Regions from separate parts of the Callithrix jacchus genome. Here region 2 is linked to region 1. A link is a contact called in public Hi-C data. All regions are on one chromosome and are shown on one strand. The core of a region is the stretch at or near the end of the contact, and the rest is flanking DNA. Distances in the headings are between cores, read along the strand shown.

Evidence for each region. A called contact is a pair of places that touch in the nucleus more often than the background predicts.
Region 2: a Hi-C map of skeletal muscle shows a contact between it and region 1, with 4 times the contacts expected there. The contact joins the promoter of STUM here to the enhancer-like site in region 1. A contact is called at or near these places in 2 of 3 Hi-C or Micro-C datasets (induced pluripotent stem cells and skeletal muscle).

Annotation. Positions count from the first base shown.
Region 1 is chr19:22,639,957-22,643,905 of calJac240_pri, forward strand. It overlaps STUM (stum, mechanosensory transduction mediator homolog), which reads right to left. Exons shown (of 3, transcript XM_035281343.3): 3 at 3,001-3,949. Among named protein-coding and RNA genes, the nearest start is that of STUM, 64 kb to the right of the region's middle. Within about 2 kb of position 1,980, at least 4 of the 16 cell types and tissues checked have an H3K27ac peak or open chromatin away from gene starts, as enhancers often do.
Region 2 is chr19:22,703,604-22,707,552 of calJac240_pri, forward strand. STUM (stum, mechanosensory transduction mediator homolog) reads right to left here and starts at 2,066. Exons shown (of 3, transcript XM_035281343.3): 1 at 1,707-2,066. The coding sequence starts at 1,908.

The DNA of each region.
Region 1 (3,949 bases), core at 730-3,229:
AACTGGATCTGAGGGATCCAGAGGCAAATGACAACAGAGGTTAAAAGGCAGAGCACAGGTGAGCGCGACTGATTCCTGCCAATTAAGCCAACCCCAAGCTTCCTGTTTCATGGATAAAGGGCATGTTGGTATCCATGGCATAAATGAGGTCTAGAGAACTCCAAGGCTATGATGGTAGTGGGGATAGAGGCATAGGTGAGAGCAGATAATTTCTGTTCTCTAGGCCCTCCCTGCTTCATGGTGCAAGCTGCTTTGGCAGTCATGGCGGCACCTGCCAAGGTCACTGGGTCTCGGGGATGCAAGGACGGAAGAAGGAAAGGGGGCACTCTTTCCTCTCTCCCTCACATATCCCGCGGTATCTGCTAGGAAGAGAAGAGAAGGGAACCAGGGACACCTGCTCCCCTCTTTCCAGATGGGTAGCCATTCATCTGTAGTCTGAAACCCCTTTCAAATGCATCCTAAACCCTTGGGATGCCTCTTGCTTTCCTTTCTTCTCCTCTGTTCTCTCTTCACTGATAGGTAATCATCCTTGTCCTATGGGACGCTCCCTCAGATGCATCCTCCAAACTGGAAAGAGTTAACTTCCCAAATCTTAAGCTGGTTGGCTTCAGATCTGGCCCAGGGGAAGGGAACTCAGAAGCCCAACATGCTGGCAAGAGGGTGAAGTTTCTTGCCGGTGGGGCCTTTGGCCTCTCTCTCCCTGTGCAAACTGGTAAAAGACCTCAGAATTGTTTAGCTGTCCTTACCCCTCCCCTTGTTTCATTTTTTTTTTTGTGGTTTTTGAGATGGAGTTTTGCTCTTATTTGTCCAGGCTGGAGTGCAGTGGCACGGTCTCAGCTCACTGCAGCCTCTGCCTCCAGGTTCAAGGGAGTCTCCTGCTTCAGTCTCCCAAGTAGCTGGGACTACAGGCACCCGCCACCACATCCAGCTAACTTTTGTCTTTTTTAGTACAGACGGGGTTTTGCCATGTTGGTCAGGCTGATCTGGAACTCCTGACCTCAGGTGATCCACCTGCCTCGGCCTCCCAAAGTGCTGGGATTATGGGTGTGAGGCACTGCGACTGGCCTGTTTCATTTTGCTACGTGTTTTCTAATAACCCCGTTTGTCTGTTCTTGCTTTCAGGCCATCAAACCTGCAGTCATGCAGCTGGAGCCTCTGATGATGGCCCCTTCTGCTGGGACCCTTAGGCCTCTGAGGGAGCTCTGGCTGCCATTTCCCCAAAACAGGACCCCCGTCAGCAGGAAGCAGTTAAGATCGTCTTTGTCCTTACCCTTAATCCAGCGGCAGTTAGACGTACTTCTTTAGAGGGGCAATGAGACAGCTAGGTGGGAGGGGCTTCCCGCAGAAACTCCAAACGGCCTGCACAGTGAGGTGGAGCCTCGGGAAGATCAGGGCATTTGCAGCAGGGAGGAGCCTGGCCCTCCCTTTCCTGGGCAGACTCTGAGATTCCTGCTCCGTGAAGGGGGGAGGGGGGGCGAAGCACTCTAGCAGGGACTCTGGCCAGCGAGACTTCCTGTTTCCCCCTCTTCTTCCTTTTCACCCAGTAAAACCCTGTCTCACTCACCATTTAAATTGTCCACGAGCCTGAATTTTCGTAGCCATGGGACCAAGAACCCCATCTTCAGCAGAACTAACGCAAAGTCCTGCAGCATTATCACCCCAGGTTGTTCCTGACGCGCTTCTTGGGAATGAAGACCCATCTTCTAGCTTCCGTGGCCCAACACGCAGCCTGCACTGATCTGCCCCCCCCACCCCCCCGTCCCCCACCTGGGACTTTCACTGCACCAGGTTTGGGCTCCACTCCTCCTCTGAGGAAGGCATCAGCAACCCCATCCTCAAACCCCGGCACTGCCTTCCCACCTCCTTGAGCCCTCTGTCCCTGAACAGCCTCATGCATCCCTTCCTGTGACTGGTCACTGGCAAGCACGAGCCTCTCCCAGGGCCTCAGGTCTGGGGTGTAGGGAGTTGTGCGGCGCAGATGCCTGCATGCTAGTTGCAGCCCCTTCCTTCCGGGTTTGAGGAGAACTGTCTCAGTAGGGGGCTCTTATTCACCCTGCAGCGGGTGGACCCCTAGGGTGCTGGGCTGGCCTGAAGAAATGGCAGGAGGCGGGGCCTTTCCCTTGGGTGTGAGTGACAGGAATGATGCCTGGACACTCATCAGAGAACTTGCCCCCCACCCACCATGGCACCCAGCACTGAGTGCGACACTGCAGATGCGGTTTCATTCCAGAACCCAGCCTGTGGCTGCTCAGGCATCTGAAACCAGATGGCCTGTGTCGCCGGCCCCAGCATGCTGTGATGAATACTGAGCTGCCTGTTGAGTATCTCCCCAGGGATGAAGGAAAGCACGGAGCTTTCTCAATGCCCAGCACAACTCTTTCACTGAACGCTATTAGATTTCATCCTGTTAGATTGTCAGGAGCTTTTGGGATTCTGATTTATTCATCTAATACACTTATTTCTCCTTATCCACCAATTGGTAAGTTCTCTAGGTCTTCATCCCATTATGAGTGAAGGTGTTGGCTGCGTTGCAGATGCAATTCTCTCCAAGGTGTGTCCCGTCCTTAGTTATAGCTGAACAGGTATAAACATTCTCCTAACCACTCTTACCCAGACTCTCATTTATTCAGAAGTCTTTGTCAAATATGTATGTTGCCCGCATTTCCCTCATCAGCTAGTCTAACAATTAAGAGAAGGAAATGAGCTGCATCTGTACACTTATTCTTGGTAAACCCAATCTGGGGCCTGATGCTTGATTTAGCAAGCAAATTCCTGGTTGCAAAGGGACCAGATTATCAAAGATGAGGCTGTGCCTTTCAGAAGAGGAATTCAGAAAAAAGGTCTGAAAGAGGGCAAGACCTGCCTTGGAGGAGGGCAGCCTTAAAACAGAGAGCAAACCAATAGCAAAGGCTGCAGAGCTGGGGAGGAGGGCATGTTGTCCCAGTCAGAGATCTGTCCGATTAGGGACACGGGAGGACACAGGGATTTGAGAAACTACCAGAAAGGTCACATGAATGTTTATTACAACATAGAAAAGAGGGAACGGAAGAAAAAGGTTTCCAAAGCCATATTTCCAAGGATTAAAAAAAACACAAACTTGGAATGCCAAAGAGATGCCATGCTTTATATATTTATAATAGGAAGGTGTGTGTATGTATAAATATGTACATGGAGATATGTACACGGGTTTTGATTGTCATACATGGTATTTTTCATTGCATGTACGGTAATGCTGATTGAATGAAGGGTTTTAAAGCTGGCAGAAGGCTGGAGAAACTGGACCGATGCTCGGCCACTAGAGGGCGCAGCGGAGACCCCTGAGCAGCTCCCACGGAAGGTCTGCGGGGCTGGGTCCTGAGGCTGTGGGTTGGGGAGTGGGGGTGGGGTGGAAGCTAAGCTGTGGACGGGCCTGGGCCTAGGCTGCAGGATTCTGGCCAGGGCAAGTCTGGAAGCGTCCCTAGGTCCCCGACATTAGACATTTTCTTCCAAGAAGGGTTCCAGTCATTGGAATAGCCTGGAAATACCCTCTTGGTTGAACTGCGGTGGGGTGGGCTCCCAGCAGGTCTGGGTAGAAGTGAGATAAGAAATACCCAGGAGCTAAGAGTCTTCTCTAAGAGCAGTGAGGCCGGGCGTGGTGGCTCTCGCCTGTAATCCAAGCACTTTGGAAGGCTGAGGGGGTGGATCGCCTGAGGTCGGGAGTTTGAGACCAGCCTGACCAATATGGAGAAACCCTGTCTCTATTAAAAACACAAAATTAGCTGGTCGTGGTGGTGCATGCCTGTAATCCCAGCCACTTGGGAGGCTGAGGCAAGAGAATGGTGAGAGCTGAGATCGCACCATTGCACTCCAGCCTGGGCGACAGAGTGAAACACCATCTCAAAAAAAAAGAACAGTGGAAACGCACAGCAATTAATTTAACAGAAAGAAGAGAGACCCAAACAAGCCAATC
Region 2 (3,949 bases), core at 816-3,315, 64 kb after region 1:
GCTGGGAAAGGCACCTAGTGAGGGGAGACCCAGGAGAGCACACACAGGTGCATGGGTGGGCAGCTGCTGTCTCCTGGGGCTAGTCTCCCACCAGGTGGTTTCCTCGTGCAGCAGTGACTTGGTGCAGCCCCTCTCACCTGGCACCAATGCATTTGTTTCCTCAAAAGACCATAGGGTGGCATTTACCTCACCATTAAAAAAAGAAAAAAGTGACGCAAGATGCATGCATGCCGGCTCAGGAGGATCTTCACAGCCGCCAGTGGGAGGGGCAGGCAGTCTCTTTTTACTCCAGCAGGTGGGAATCTCTGATAAAACTAAATTAACATCAGCTTGCCTCCTGGCAGTGTCTAAATGTGCAAAGAGAGTTGATCTGATGACACCAACCGGGGGCACAGGCAGCTGGAAGCATCCCAGAAGAAAGAAGCCCAACTAAAGACCACCTAACTTACTGCTCAGATAGGCTGCGGCCCGCAGCAGCCCCTTGGGGTAGAAAGACAAGCAAACTCGAAGAGGAAAGTGAACGGGTCCTGCGTGGGTGGCCGTGGCCTTGGCTATCACCGCAGCAGAAGCCTCTGCTGAGCAGGCTAAGAGCAAGGAGACCGTGAGAAAGGCCAAAGTCAAACTGAAAACCCCTTCCAGCTGGCCTCTGCTCTTGGACACTGGGAGCCATACGTTGGCAACTGGCTCGCGGACAGGAACAGGCTTTCTCCCGGAGAGGGCAAGGGGGCGCCTGCCTCTTCGGCCGAGCACGGAAGAGGGGGGCACTTCCCAGCACGCAGGAGCAGCCGGTGCCAATCTGGAGAAGGGGAGGGGCGTGCAGGCAGCGACCTGGGGGTGGAGTTAGGGGAGGGAGGGTCAGGAAAACTTCTGATTCCCTACCTCCACCCACTCTCCCGCACCATCTCTGTAAGGGGCCTCTGCTTTAAAATGTGGGACATCGATCCCACCAGAACCCCCGCCGGCTGCCAGAGTCCGGCACCGAATTACAGGAAGGGATCTGAGGGGGCTATGGGTTCATCTCTGGCCAGATGCAGTCCAAACCCACATGCATCCAAACTAATGAAATCATCCCCCATCCCCCTGGCGCCCTGCGGGGTGCTGGAGGAAGTGCAGGCACCCCTGAAGGAGGCGGAGGAGACTCTGGCTACAGTTCTTGTCCCCACACGGTCCACACCCAGCGAACCAGAGGGGGCTGCAGGTGTCTCTAGCCCAGCTTGTCCCCTCTTTCCCCGGCACATCTGACTTCGACGCCCGGGAGTTTGATCCCCGCCACCGAGGCCCTAAAGCTCCTTCTTCCCCGACCCATTCCTCTAGGAGAAATGGGCTCACCGACCGATGCGCGCAACAGAAAGAAGGCGCAGAAATCGGGGCGCCCGGACGGGAGCCCTACTGCGGAGCCAGGAGGGCCATCCCCGCCGCCGCCCCGGGCTCTAACATTGGCCGCAAAGTTTTGCCTCTTTGGGGCCCCGCCACTACGCCTGCTGGTCGGAGCCCCCAGCGCAGCTCCTTCCCTCCGAGATGCCCGCTCCACGCGCTTCTGCCACCTGCCAGGGGACGCCGGGAGCGGCCGGGCGCGCGTGGTCGCAGCACTTGGAGCGCGCGGCACCGCCAGGAGGTCTCCGGCCGCGCCCGTCCCTCCCCCCACGCCCTCCTTCCGCGGGACCCGGGTCGCGGGGGTCCCGGGGCTCGCGGCCGCAGCGTCTTACCCAGTCCTGGCACGAAAGTGTTGAGGAAGAGGCAGATGACGGCCACGGGGAAGGGCATGTAGGGGATGGCGGCTCGCAGGGGGCCCTTCTTTTCGCGGACCTGCACCACCACCCCACTGGATGAGGACGCTCCCCGGGGGTCTGCCGCCGCCACCGCTGCGGCCGCCGCCGCCGTCTCGGCGTCTTTGTGCGAGGGTTCCATGGCGGGGCGCGCTCTCCGGCTGCCGAGCAGCGCGGCAGGGGCTGGCGCCCAGGGCACAGGAGCAGGCGACGGCCGGCTGCAGGCTTCGGGCTCCCGGCTCCGCGCCGAGCTCAAGCGGCCGCCGTGCTCCTTGCGCCGCGCTGCTCGCGGAGACTCCCGCCCTCCGGCGTCCCCACACGCCCGGCGGAGGGGCGGGGAGGGCGGCGCGACACCGGGTGACAGCACTCCGACGCCCCTCCTCGCCGGGCCCCTTCCCCGCCCCCGCCCCCCCAGCTGAAACCACCACTCACAAGGAATGGAAAATCAGGGCGAGGGAAGGCAGTAGAAGAGGACAGCAAAGGGAGCTGGTTGCCCAAGTGCTGGAAAGGGTGGACACACCTCGCCGTCCCAGACAGGTGAACTGGGAACCTCGACCACGAAGCCCTGCAACTGGGTGTGTGTGCTCGGCTGATGCCGTCGGAAAAGCCTCGAGGCTGAGTACCCTAATCTAGAGCATGCCTCTGGCCGGGGAGATGGGGACTGGGGACCGCGCGGCGCCTGACACCTAGTCAGCCTTCAGTGCATTGTGATTTAAATGATTTTGTTTGGAGCGAGCGCAGTGGCACTCGCCTGTACTCCCAGCACTTTGGGAGGCCAAGGTGGGAGAATTGCTTGTGCCCACGAATTCGAAACTAGCCTGGCTAATGTAGCGAGACCCCCATCTCTATTTTGTAAAATAATAATAATATTAATAATAAATGAGTGAATGTGTTTCGATTATCAGAGAAAAAGCAATCTTGGGATCGGATCGATAATGGGGGAAACAGATTTTCAAACACCATGCCAGGTCTCCAAAAGACTGGTTAAAAATGGGACACTTCCCCACACACACACGGGCGCGCGCGAACACACACACACACACACACATGCTCACCAAAAGCAGAAAGAAAGGCGCCTGTTGCCGGCATGTTGGGAAGCATTCACCATCCCCTGAACTATGCTGGAGGAAACCTGGACTTTTTTGAGGCCGACGTGGTGGCCAAAGAGCCAGTGAGGGCCCGGCCACGCTGGCTCATGCCTGTAATCCCAGCACTTTGGGAGGCCGAGGCGGTCGGATCACCTGAGGTCGGGAGTTCGAGACCAGGCTGACCAACATGGAGAAACCCCCATCTACTAATAATACAAAAATTAGCTGGGCGTGGTGGCGCATGCCTGTAATCCCAGCTACTCGGGAGACTGAGGCAGAGAATCACTTTAACTCGAGAGGCGGAGGTTGCGGTGAGCAGAGATCTCACCATGACACTCCAGCCCGGGCAACAAGACTGAAACTCCGTCTCAAAAAAAAAAAAAAAGCCCGTGAAGACACAGCGCCGTCTGGCGTTAATAATGGGGCAGTTGGTAGAAGCAACAGCCAGCAGCTTGAGGTCCTGTATTGAATTCGATTTACTGAATAAGGCTGCCTTTGCCTTGGCACCTGGAAAAAGTAAATGGATGAAAGTTACCACCTCTAACGTTGGGGAGGGGTTCAAGGCCTCGAAATTATCCAGACAGTCAGCAAATCGTCTGAATTGGAAAGGTGCAATATTCTTTCTTCAGGAATAATAGTGATTGACTCTATTATTATGAACGATTCAGGGTCTCAGAAGGAGGCTAAAAGAATATGGGTTCTTGTATAAGTCTCTGAATAAAGTAATTTTAAAAGCAAATGGACAGGGATTGGTGATGATACTGGTGGACACACACATGCATGTGTACACATACACACACGAGCCACTAGCTTAGGTTTGGCAGTCAGAAGAACAAGACTAGAAGTTTTAGTCTTTATTCAGCCACTAATTACCCATATGGCTTAGAAGAACTTGCTTATTATCCTTTTCTGGCGTGGAGTTACTGTGTGTGTGAAAATCAAAGCAAGATTCCATTTAATTCACACTTATTGAAGGCCTACTGAGACTCAGATAGCTAGTGTGGGGGAGGCTTCCGGAGGTGTCCCAAAGGAGGCAGTACTCAAGCAGACTTGAGAATGACCACGGTTAAATAGTTGCAGATTTGTGTTATTTTC